4 separate regions of the Mus musculus genome follow, and all the other regions are linked to region 2. The links are chromatin contacts, called in public promoter capture Hi-C maps. All regions are on one chromosome and are shown on one strand. Each heading gives the region's core, a stretch centred on a gene start, on an enhancer-like site or on the middle of the called end of the contact. The rest is flanking DNA. Distances are from core to core; before and after follow the strand shown. Region 1 holds the start of Phf12 (PHD finger protein 12). Region 2 holds the start of Inpp5k (inositol polyphosphate 5-phosphatase K). Region 3 holds the start of Fam222b (family with sequence similarity 222, member B). Region 4 holds the start of Nufip2 (nuclear fragile X mental retardation protein interacting protein 2).

Region 1 (2,700 bases), core at 186-2,685, 2.4 Mb after region 2:
AGGCGTAGTAGCACACGTCGATCCCAGAAATGGGACCGGAGGCAGAAGCAGTCGGATTTCTGTGAGTTCATGACCTATCTAGTCTACATAACAAGTTCTAGGGCTGCGGAGTAAGACTGTCTTAACAGAACGAACAAACGAAAGAAAGAAACGGCAGGACATAGCTGCATGTCACCAGTGTTAATTAATGCCTAGTGGGGTTCATTCATTCGCAATTAGGCAGAGTATCTGTCCATATTGGAAAGTGATAACAAGGGCATAACAGCGCACACCCAAAGAGAGGTATGTCTCTCTGCTCAGAATGCGAGGTGAGGGGCTCAAACTACAAACCCCAGTGTGCAATACGGCAGCTCTCAAAAGTATCCTTTCCCGGCAGGCTTTTCTTCGTGTACATCCTATGGTCCAGTGCAGCGCCTGAAGGCTGAACTACAACTCCCACAATCCATCAGATCCATCGCGAGTCTAACTACCAGAGTGCAAAGCGGTCCCGTTCACCCTTTGAACTCTGCGCGTTGCAAGATGGGGATTGAAGTCAGCTGTAGGCAGGTAGCTGGGCGTTGTCAGGATTACGGACTGTTTGGGCTTTTGACTTCCTCTTTCGGAGTAGTTCACAGGGACAGTGGTTAAGAGAGGGTAAGAACAGCTTGAAATATCTTGGGTTCCATCGGGACCCAAGGCAGCAATGCTCGTGCTAAAATTAGGTGCTGAGAGTGGAAATGAAGTGGAAAGAGCAGTCATCCGATCTGCCACCAAAAGCGTCTTTTTTTTTTTTTTTTTTTGTCGCAATGCTTTTTTTTTCCCTCTTTACCAATATGGCGGCCTAGTCCAGACACACCTGACACTGGAGACAAACAGTCCACTACACCATCCATATGGGTACTGCTGCAGCCGAAAGCTACCAGCTCCATACAGCATCCCACGCTCCTCCTTGGTCGTGACTGAGGACTCCAAGGGCATGGTAGCCCCAAATCTCATTACCAAAATGGCGAAAGGAGAAGCTTTTTTTTTTTTTTTTTTTTTTTGTGCAGGCCTCCAGGTACAACGCGCCTGCGCGTGAGGCGGCTGTGTGAGGGGACGGGAGGGTGGCGACCCAACACGCCTGCGCGGGACCAGAGCCCGTGGTCCGCACACAAACACCAATGGGTGATGCGTCTTCCAGTTCCTGCGGCTGCGCCGTGACCCCTACGCGCTTTCCCAGGCGCCTAAGCGAGGCCTCAGGTTCCGCCCTCCAATCGCAGTACGCCGGCGCACGGCGGAGAGGCGGGGCTTCTGGGCTCCGGGCGAATGCCAGCGCGGCTGCGCGCCGGGGGGTACCCCATCACCGCGGCTGCGCGGGAGCCAGGCCGCCGGCTGTCACTGCGGTTGCGCGCGGCGAGCGGCGATCCCGGGGCGCCTGCGCGGGTGGCTTTGCGGGCGCTCGCGGTAAGTTTGCGCCAAGTGCGCGGCAGCCGGGACGCAGACGGCAGCGGCGGCGAGAGGCGGAGCCCGGGGACCACCCCCCATCATCCTCCCCAGAGTCACCTCACGAACCACAACCTCACCTAACCTCTCACCCCCCCCTCCGGTCCCCCAAGCCCGGGATGGCAGCGCCCGCTAGCCTTCCCGGCCGGACCAGCGGTCGCCAGCGCCAGCTTTAGCCTGTGGGCCTAGGCCCCCGCCGAGGCCTGACCCCCGGAGCCGGGATCCACTGTGCAGCCAGCCGCTGGGCCGGGGCTGAGGGGTTGCTCCCCTCTCGCGGCCCGTGGGGAGGACGCTGCCGTCCCAGGGACTGGGGGCCGGGGGGTGGGGGGGAGCCAGGGCGAGGAAGTCGGAACCTGTGTTGGGAAGAGAGAAGGGGACCGGGGGTCAGAGGTGCCCCCTTCCCCTCCTCCCCCCTCCCCCCGGGGCTGGGGGGGCCGGAGCAGAGAGCGCCCAGCCCGAGAGGTGGATGAATGTGGGAGAAAATGGAGACCAAGACGATCGTGTACGACTTGGACACGTCGGGGGGGCTGATGGAGGTAAGAGTGGCCCTCATCCTTTTCCCCCCAGTGCCAGGAGGGTACCTCCGCCCCACAAAGCCGGCCCTAAGCTCGAAGCGCCAGAGGGCCGGGAAAAGGGGGGGTTGTTCTTCCTCACCCAGTCTCTTCCTCCCCTCTTTGCAATTTGGGGGACTGAGCTTAGCTTCCGAGGACGTCTGCAGCAGTTTCACCTACCAGCCGCCCTCGATTCGCTCCCTGAGGCTTCAGCCCACTCCATTTCATTGCACCGGCAGGCCTCCCCACCCCCTTCTTGTCGGCCCCTTTGTGCTTCCCCCTGCACGTCCGGGTACCAAGCTTCGGGCCTCTCCCGAGCCGGGCTTTGGAGTCCCCCACTGTCCATACAAGGAAGTGGCAAGAAGAGAACCGCGCACCCTCTCCCCATCCCCCTACCCTGGTCCTCCCCATTTGGAAGGAGCTTTTCTTGTTGTGCTGCAGGAACGCAGTTAGGGTGGGCTCCCCTTGATTCCGGGGACCGAGAGGTTCTGGAAGCAGCCTGGATGGGAGGAAGAAGGACAAAAGGGGGAAGAGGGGTGGGTGACGGAGAAGCGGCGCCGGTGGGACTACGGGCTACCCGGGAGCTCCGAATGTGCACACATGCCGTCTGTATGTGTGTGCAGCAAATCCAAGCTCTGCTGGCTCCCCCCAAGACGGACGAGGCAGAAAAGCGGAGTCGGAAGCCCGA
Region 2 (2,700 bases), core at 92-2,591:
ACCAGGTTTGTTAATTTCACTGCAAGTGGACGAGGTTAATGTGCACCACTGGCATGCTTAGTACCCAGAGAGGGGAAAGGGCAACTGGAATTAGAATGATTATGGGCCACCGTGTGGGTGAAGGGAATCAAACCCAACTTCAGTGGTCTGTAAGTGCTCTTAACTTGTGAGCCCTCTCCAGTACTTTCAGCTTTATTACTGTGTTTATGGCTACAACTGTGATTCTTGTCTTCCATCCAGGGGTAAAGCTCAGGTGGTTAGTTAGACTTGGTAGAAGTTGTCCCCTTCCCTTCCATTTTGAGAATGAATCACAGCACAGTTCGAATGCCCTGAAACTTTAAGGTAGCCCAAACTGGACTCAAACTTGGAGTAACCAATCTCGGTGAGTTTTGGAAATAACATCACTACACCGGGTTCCAGAACATGTATTTCAGGTAGTGGAGCTTTTGTGGGTTCTTGAGGCATCACTGGGTAGCTGGTACTACAGTGTGCTAAAACAACACTCCCATTTCCCTGGGGGAAGTCATAACTGTAAAAACAACCCCATGCACTATCCCCCCTACCCCTCAAAAATTAAGACCCAGAGATCTAAAGGAAATAATAAATCGAAGTGTCTGGCAAAGTAAACAGTCACCATGAATATACACCAAATAGCAACGGCTTGTTTTTCATTCACTGATAGCTCTCGGGGATCCTAAATTATTTTGCTTTGTATTCAGCAAAACTAGTTTCAAGTTGGGCGTGGTGGTGTAATCTCAGCTGAGGTCGGAAAATCAACTTGGTCTGTATAACAAGCCCCAGTACTTACTAGCAAGACTGTCTCAGATGGAAAAAAAAATTTTTTTAAATGACGATCACCAAGTCACTTAAATGAATGGAAGTGTTCTCTGACCCCTATGAGGGCGCCAAGGAACATGAGAAATTACTTATAGTGTGGGCGAGAGAGGCCGAACAGACTACAGTGAGGCTCCCCATCCTGTCCACTCCCGGTTTCTGAGGGTGGGCAGGCGACAGCGAAGACCGTACGCTGCGGGACGATCACGAAGCAGCCCGAGTCCTCGAGCCGCAGCAACTTCCGCCCTCAACGCTCCTCACGCCCGCGCCCTTGCGCAAAGCAGGCTGGGAATGCGGAGCCTAGGTGGCCCCGCCACCGCCCACTCCCGCGTCCGGGCCGGCGGTATGGCGTCGGGAGTGGATGACATGTAGAGCCCGCCTCTCTGAGCCTGGCTCAGCTCCGCCTCTGGGCGGTTCGCTCTGCTGTAAAGCCCCGCCTCTGTCCTCCAACCGCACCCCAAAACCCTAGACACTCTGGATCCACCTCCTACGGAAGCCGAAGCGCAGTCCGAATCCGGAAGAAAAACAATCCGGAGGGAGCAGTGCTGCTGAGACCGGAGACCAAGGGCTGCTCCGGCTCGCACTAGATGCAGCACGGAGACAGGAACACACCGGGTTACCGCGAGGGAATAATGTCGGCTGTGAGTCTAAGGAGGCCGAGCGCACCGAAAGGCTTTGCACTCAGGTGAGGACGCAGGTGTAGGCCGGTCGGTTCCTGGCGGTTAGCTGTCTTCAGCCCAGTCTGATTTGTGGGGCTGGATTTCAAAACCACAGTAGGATCAAGGCTGCCCTAGTTTAGATACCCGAATTCTGTCAGGCCAGTACTGAAAGGGCTATGTTAGGATTGATGCACGCTCTAAACTTTGGCTGCCGAGTTGGTCACTGCAGATGCTCCCCAAGCAAGTGTCCAGTTGATTCTTGGAGCAGACAGGGTTAGATTGCTAAGGACCAACATTTGCCCCTACAGTTGTAGATTAGAAGTTTTGTTCCTGTTTTTCAGCAGTACATCATGGGGTCTTCTTGATCGGGCTGTGATCTCTAGAAATCCGAAATCAGATTTAGATAAGATCCTTTAGCGAGGTAAAGCCTGGTCTCATGCCCGCTCTTAAATCACGAGGAACACTGCTAATCGTCCAATTGAGCGTAATTCGCGGTGCATGGATTTGTTACTAATCATCAAAGTTGAGGATTGGGATGCCAAATCCCGAGTTTTATTTTTTATCCACTTAGAGTGGGAATACAAGGAGCCACTGAGTAAAGAAACCGGTTACCTGCCGGACAGCAGGGGGAGACTGTAAACAGACAAAATGACAGTCTCTCAGAGGACTTGAGAGGAAGGTTTTTGTATTATTTTGTTTATATTCATAGGGAGAGGCAGGGAGCTGCTTGAAGCTAACCAGGAATTTTTTTGTTTTGTTTTGTTTACAAGTCACACTTTAAGAACAGGCTCTGGTGGAGAAGGAAATGCCCCCCTCCCCTTTTTGGGTGGCTCTGCGGGATCTTGTGCTTCAGTGCCTCGGTATTCTTGGAACTCAGGTTTCATCTGTAGAGTCTGAGCTCCTGCTTGCTCTGTCCTGGAGACAGTCTGGGCTTCTTGGAGTGTTGCTATAGCAACACCCTCACTGAAGGTCTCCCTAAGTCTTCGCTTTTCTGAACTTGTGATGGATGTGGTGGTATTTAAGAGCTGTTGATTATTTCTCCTGATACTGAGACTTGTGGAGAGCGGAGGTTGGAATGTTATGTACCAACTGGCGACTTGTCCCAAGAGAGAGTAGACTCGTGAGACAGATAATAAGAAACCTGTTACTCAGAAACTTGTCCCTAGGCTACGTGAAGGCCTTGGCAGGATTTGTTGTGTGCCAAGGA
Region 3 (2,700 bases), core at 198-2,697, 2.5 Mb after region 2:
GCACCTGTGTATACTGTATTAGATACCAATTAGTTCATAGCAATTTGTAGCAACCAACTTACATTTTTAAAAGACAGAAGCCTCTGACAGGAATGTAGCTCAGGCCTGTAATGTTGTTATTCAGGAGGCTGAGGCAGGAGGATCACAAATTCAAGGCCACCATGGACTACATATGGGATTCAAGACCAGTCTGGGATACTAGTGAGATTCTGTCTTATATAGCCAAAGTTGTCATCATCACCTCAGTATTAATACATTTGTAAGCATTTCATGAAAACCCTTCGGGTTCCTGGGTACTTCTCTGAAAAAAAAAAAAAAAAAAAAAGACAGAAAGAAGTAACACCAATTTCTTTTTTTTTTTTTTAAGATTGATTTATTTATTTTATGAGTACACTATAGCTGTCCTCAGACACACCAGAAGAGAGTGTTGGATCCCATTACAGATGGTTGTGAGCTACCACGTGGTTGCTGGGATTTGAACTCAGGACCTCTGGAAGAGCAGTCAGTGCTCTTAACCACTGAGCCATCTCTCCAGAGCCCAAATTCTTTTAAAAATGTAGCTCTGGATATCCTAGAACTTCATCTGTAGATCAGGAGAGCCTCAAACTCACAGAAATCCTCCTGCCTCTGCAAAGATTCATGGAGTGCTCCATTCCGTCCGGGTGTTAGTTTATTAAACACTTAAGAGTTCCATTAAATATAGTTGTATGGGCTGGTGAGATGGCTCAGTGGGTAAGAGCACCCGACTGTTCTTCCGAAGGTCCAGAGTTCAAATCCCAGCAACCACATGGTGGCTCACAACCATCTGTAACAAGATCTGACGCCCTCTTCTGGAGTGTCTGAAGACAGCTACAGTGTACTTACATATAATAAATAAATAAATCTTTAAAAAAAAATATAGTTGTATAGGGGCTGGAGAAATGTTCAGCGACTATGAGCACTCGCTGCTGATGCAGAGGACTGAAGTTTGGCTACTAGGATCGATGTCCGTCCAGTCGCTCATAATCGTAAGTATTAATATTTCAAGTACTGTTGGGTACGTGCTACTACTACACAGGGATAAAGGTCTTCTTTATCGGTTTGCAAAAAGATCTGACTCCGTAGTCAGAGATGTACAGTAGGGAACGAGTCTGCAATTTCTTCCACGCCTAAAAGATTTGGTCTTTAAGTGCAGGCAGGATCCAGAATTCTGGTGGGATAAATCTCAATTCAAGACTTTAGTAATTTAGGCAAGATATTCTAGAGGCCTAAAAGGAAGGCTCAGTAGCCACATTCCCTAAGACCTAAAATATCCAAGGCCAGCGAGCGGCCATGCCCACTTGAGACCCAGAGAAGCAGGACATCAGGCAATGATAAAGACGTCCCCGGAGCGAGGTGCGCAGGCGCTGACTGCCGGAGAGGGCCCCGGGCAATCCGGGCTGCGCAGGCGCAGAAGCAGCTCCCGGCCAGTCCGGACGGCGGCTGTGATTGAGAGGCTGGGGCGTGGAGCAGCAGTGGCGGCGACCGGCGACAACGGAGCAGCCATGAGGGCCGGGCCCAGTCACCGACAGTGAGTGGTGGTTTAAGGGTAGTGGACTCTAAGGAATGCAGATATGGCGTGGTGGAAGGACACCCTGACTAGCGGGGTGGCTTCTACTTGTCGGGGACGGAGGTCGTGGGGGAGGGATAGTTTGAGGTGATGATGGTGGAGCATTTGGAGCATGGATGATTAGGTCATGAGTCCCAGAGCTGGACAGCTTGGCGGAGGGAAGGGGTTGCGTTTCGTGGAGTGAGGGCGCACACGGCAGGACCAGTGCCTCGCGCTGTCTGGTTTGTCATCATCCCTTCCCCCAGGAGCTTTGGGTCGCCTCTCCCTTTCCGCTTCTTTCAGAGAATGGTTGCTGGGGGGGAAGGGTGGTGGAAAATAAAAGCCGTGCTGGAGCTGAAGAAGTCCACTCTGAACCAGTCAGAGAAGGACTGGTCACTGGAGTTATGATGTGCCCTGGGTAAAGCTTGGGAGTCGGAAGCTCTGTTTAAATTCAGGAGGAATCTAGGTTAAAGAGCTAAGGACATGGAGTCAGGTTTGGAACCAAGTCCAGCACAGATAAACCTGATCGATAACCTTGGATAGGACCCACTTAACCTTTCTGGTTCTCTGGAAGATCCAGCATTAAATGCTGGGCTTTTGTAAGCTTCATATATTGGTTGAGAGAGCTTATGAAACCTATAGATTGGAAATACTATACGGATGCTAGTATGTACCAGCAATACGATCAGATTTTAGACTCTATGGTTATTAATGGAGTAACTGATTTCTCCATCAAAACAAAGCATATTTGTAAAACCTCAGTAGACAAAAATATGTGCACCCTGCATAAGTACAGCAGATCATCTGTAGAAATAGCACTTTCTTCCGTGGTGTGACAAATTCTCTGTCAAATTGAATAGGAAAAGTACCCTACTCCTGTGCCTTTTTACATGGTATGCAGCTTCTGACCCAAGAGGAAGCAAATACAGCCTGAAGCACTGAGCTATGTTCTCAGCCTTCCTTTTGCTTTTTATTTTGAGACTAAGTTTCACTAACTTGCTTATGCTGGTCTTGAATTCAAGCACTAGTTGAGTTTGAATTAACAGTCTTGCCTCTGTTTCCCCAGTAGCTGGGGTTATAGGCGTACCTGGCTGAGATTCGGGAGGGCTCCTCTGTTAATGCTTGTGTGCCAA
Region 4 (2,700 bases), core at 118-2,617, 2.1 Mb after region 2:
TGGTGGGGCATGCCTTTAATCCCAGCACTTGGAAGGCAGAGGCCAGCCTGGTCTACAGGAGTGAGTTCCAGGACAGCCAGGGCTGTACCAAAAAAAAAAAAAATCCCTTATAATACATAGACAAATGTATATCTAATTTAATGAATTTTAAAGCAATTATTCATGTAATAGCAATAGCACATTGGCTGGGGTATGCTGGTGTGTGTAGGACTTTAATCCCAGCATTCATGAGGCAGAAACAGGGGGAATCTCTTAGTTGGCCAGACACTTCTACTTAGGTAGTTCCAAGCCAATCAGGTTTACATAGTCTGTTTCAAAAACAAACCAGTCCAAAACAAACAAAACTCCTAGCCAAGTCCCCCAAATATATATTTCGAGGGTACCCCGTGTCTGTGCTTATCACAACCTTCTTCCTATCATAACAGGTTAAATTAACAGCATAAATTGCAAATACACCTTTACATTTCAATGTTTTCCTTAAATTTAATACAAAAATGTTTTAAAAACCCAAACCTTAAGAACTTTTAAAGGGTTCCTTTCTCCTTTATTTCACTTTTGAAAGTCTTAGTCTAAAATCTATTTTGGTTCCATAGTTGACCTCACCTGCAGTGTTTGATTAAAAAAACAACAAAAACACCCAAAAAACTTCAGTGTAGATTTTTTTCATTCCTCCCTCTCTCTTGCTTTCAACTACAAAGAAACAATGATTTAAGCCCTTTGTCCCCTTTTAGAAAATTACACAGATACCCTATTGTGGAACCCTATAATCCCTCCGTGGAAAGGAAGAGATTAGCATATGAATACAAAGCAAAATGAATCCAGAATACGAAAACGATCTATCGAGTTGTGAAGCTCTTGTATTCTTAAAAATGTATTTATTTCCTCTTTTTTGAATTGCCCCCTTCGTGGTTTAAGGGTTAAGGAAATTGAGCTTTCCTCTCTGGCTACCCGGAAAAGAATTAAACACACACACACACACACACACACACACACACTCACAACCCAACACATTCTAGGAGGTGCAAAACCAACAGATGGCTCCTAGCGCCAGTAGAATCGTCAGTGGAATCTGCTACACTCGACATCAGCTTGCTCGGTGTGAGGAGTGTAGAAAGTGCTGTTCGCTAACTGCGTGGTGAAGGAGAGAAAGCGATAGAAGAGAGAGCCATAATGCTGACGTTGAAGGCCCGGCCCTGTGAGGTTGCATAGGGTAAGTGGCGTTGGCCAGGCGGCGGTGGCGAAGGGGAAGGGAAGAGGATTTGAGCTAGGGGCGGGGCTTGACGCGCAGCGTGGCTCCTCATTGCTGGAGCACGGCTGCCAATCTCGCAGATCCTCTCGCTTAACCAGTGCGCTGGCGAGACGCGCTCAGATATACCGAGCGAGCGCGGAGAAGCAGTCTCAGATCCTGACGGTGCAGCAGCCCGCAGCCTCAGCCAGGGAGTCCCAGCCGCTTTCAATGGAGGAGAAGCCCGGCCAGCCACAGCCTCAGCACCATCACAGCCACCACCATCCGCACCATCATCCCCAGCAGCAGCAGCAGCAGCAGTCGCACCACCACCACCATTATTATTTCTACAACCACAGCCACAACCACCACCACCACCACCATCACCAGCAGCCTCACCAATACCTGCAGCATGGAGCCGAGGGCAGCCCCAAGGCCCAGCCCAAGCCGCTGAAACATGAGCAGAAACACACCCTCCAGCAGCACCAGGAAACGCCGAAGAAGAAAACAGGTCTGAGAGGGAGGGCGGTGGGGGAAGGGGGACTGGATTGGAGGGGGGGGAAGCGATGGGGGTGGGGCTAGATGGGAAAAGCGCGGACCCGGTCCGGGTGTGCGTCCCGCCGGGCCGGGGATGCCCCCTTCCATTCTTCCCGGGCGCGGGCCGGGCCGCGAGGTGGGGATTGCAGCGCCCTCTCCTTCCCTTTAGCATGGGAGAGGCCCAGCCAGGCCGGCGTGACCTTCCTCGGTCCCCGCCCCGGCCGGCCGGAGGCAGAGCTGTGCCCTCGGCCTTGGAAGTCCAGCCTTCATCTTCTTTTTCCCCTCTAGTGCGGGCCCTGGAGTTGCCTGAATGTGGGGGCCCCTAAGAAGGGGGTGAAACTCAGCCGCCCTAAAAAAATAAAATAAAAAATTCCCCCGAGGTGTATGTAATTCAGGCCTAGTGAATCCATCCTGATGCGGGTGGTGTCGCGAGAGCCGCTTGCAGGCGGCGACGAGCGGGGCTGAGGGCTAAGTTGAGGAAGCGTCCTCGCTCACCCGCCGCCCCGAGCCCACCTGTGGCCTTGGGGTTTGCCGTCTGGGTGTGTGGGGGACCCTATCGTCCCTCGGGTCATTTCCACCCCTAAACGCCCGTCTTGCGCGTCCGGACCCCGTTGTCTGTCCGCGAGGGCTTCTCCGCAGGCCGGCGCCCCTGGCCCGCTCGCCTCGGAGCCGGCGAGGCTGGAATGTTCTCTCCTCCTCGCGGGGCCGCTTCCTGTCCGCCATGTTGGAAGCTGATTCCTGTCACCGACTCCGGCCGGCGGAGGAGCGGAGGGGGAAGGGTGCCGAAGGCCACACGGCACGCCGGCCCGGCTGCCCCGGGACCCTCTGCGGCCCTTTTCCGGGTCCCCCCCGCACTGCGGGCGGCCGCCGCCCGCCGCCCCTCCCCCTCCGCGCCGCGCCGCGCCGGGGTTGTGTAACCCGGTGGCGGCCGCGCGGCC

What was found. Promoter capture Hi-C pulls out the DNA fragments that hold promoters and counts their contacts.
Region 1: a promoter capture Hi-C map of liver shows a contact between it and region 2, with 4 times the contacts expected there. The contact joins the promoter of Phf12 here to the promoter of Inpp5k in region 2. A contact is called at or near these places in 5 of 39 promoter capture datasets (the C10 cell line, hippocampal neurons, liver and 1 more) and 2 of 9 other capture datasets (adipose tissue and liver).
Region 3: a promoter capture Hi-C map of pre-B cells shows a contact between it and region 2, with 6 times the contacts expected there. The contact joins the promoter of Fam222b here to the promoter of Inpp5k in region 2. A contact is called at or near these places in 2 of 39 promoter capture datasets (liver and pre-B cells).
Region 4: a contact with region 2 is called in a promoter capture Hi-C map of liver, with 2.9 times the contacts expected there. The contact joins the promoter of Nufip2 here to the promoter of Inpp5k in region 2. A contact is called at or near these places in 1 of 39 promoter capture datasets (liver) and 2 of 115 datasets of contacts at active chromatin or transcription factors (embryonic stem cells and epiblast stem cells).

Annotation. Positions count from the first base shown.
Region 1 is chr11:77,981,381-77,984,080 of GRCm38.p6, forward strand. Phf12 (PHD finger protein 12) reads left to right here and starts at 1,436. Exons shown (of 15, transcript NM_174852.3): 1 at 1,436-1,997; 2 at 2,636-2,700. The coding sequence starts at 1,932.
Region 2 is chr11:75,629,679-75,632,378 of GRCm38.p6, forward strand. Inpp5k (inositol polyphosphate 5-phosphatase K) reads left to right here and starts at 1,342. Exons shown (of 12, transcript NM_008916.2): 1 at 1,342-1,519. The coding sequence starts at 1,422.
Region 3 is chr11:78,093,243-78,095,942 of GRCm38.p6, forward strand. It overlaps Fam222b (family with sequence similarity 222, member B), which reads left to right and starts at 1,448. Exons shown (of 3, transcript NM_145430.3): 1 at 1,448-1,549.
Region 4 is chr11:77,684,772-77,687,471 of GRCm38.p6, forward strand. It overlaps Nufip2 (nuclear fragile X mental retardation protein interacting protein 2), which reads left to right and starts at 1,368. Exons shown (of 4, transcript NM_001024205.2): 1 at 1,368-1,736. The coding sequence starts at 1,457.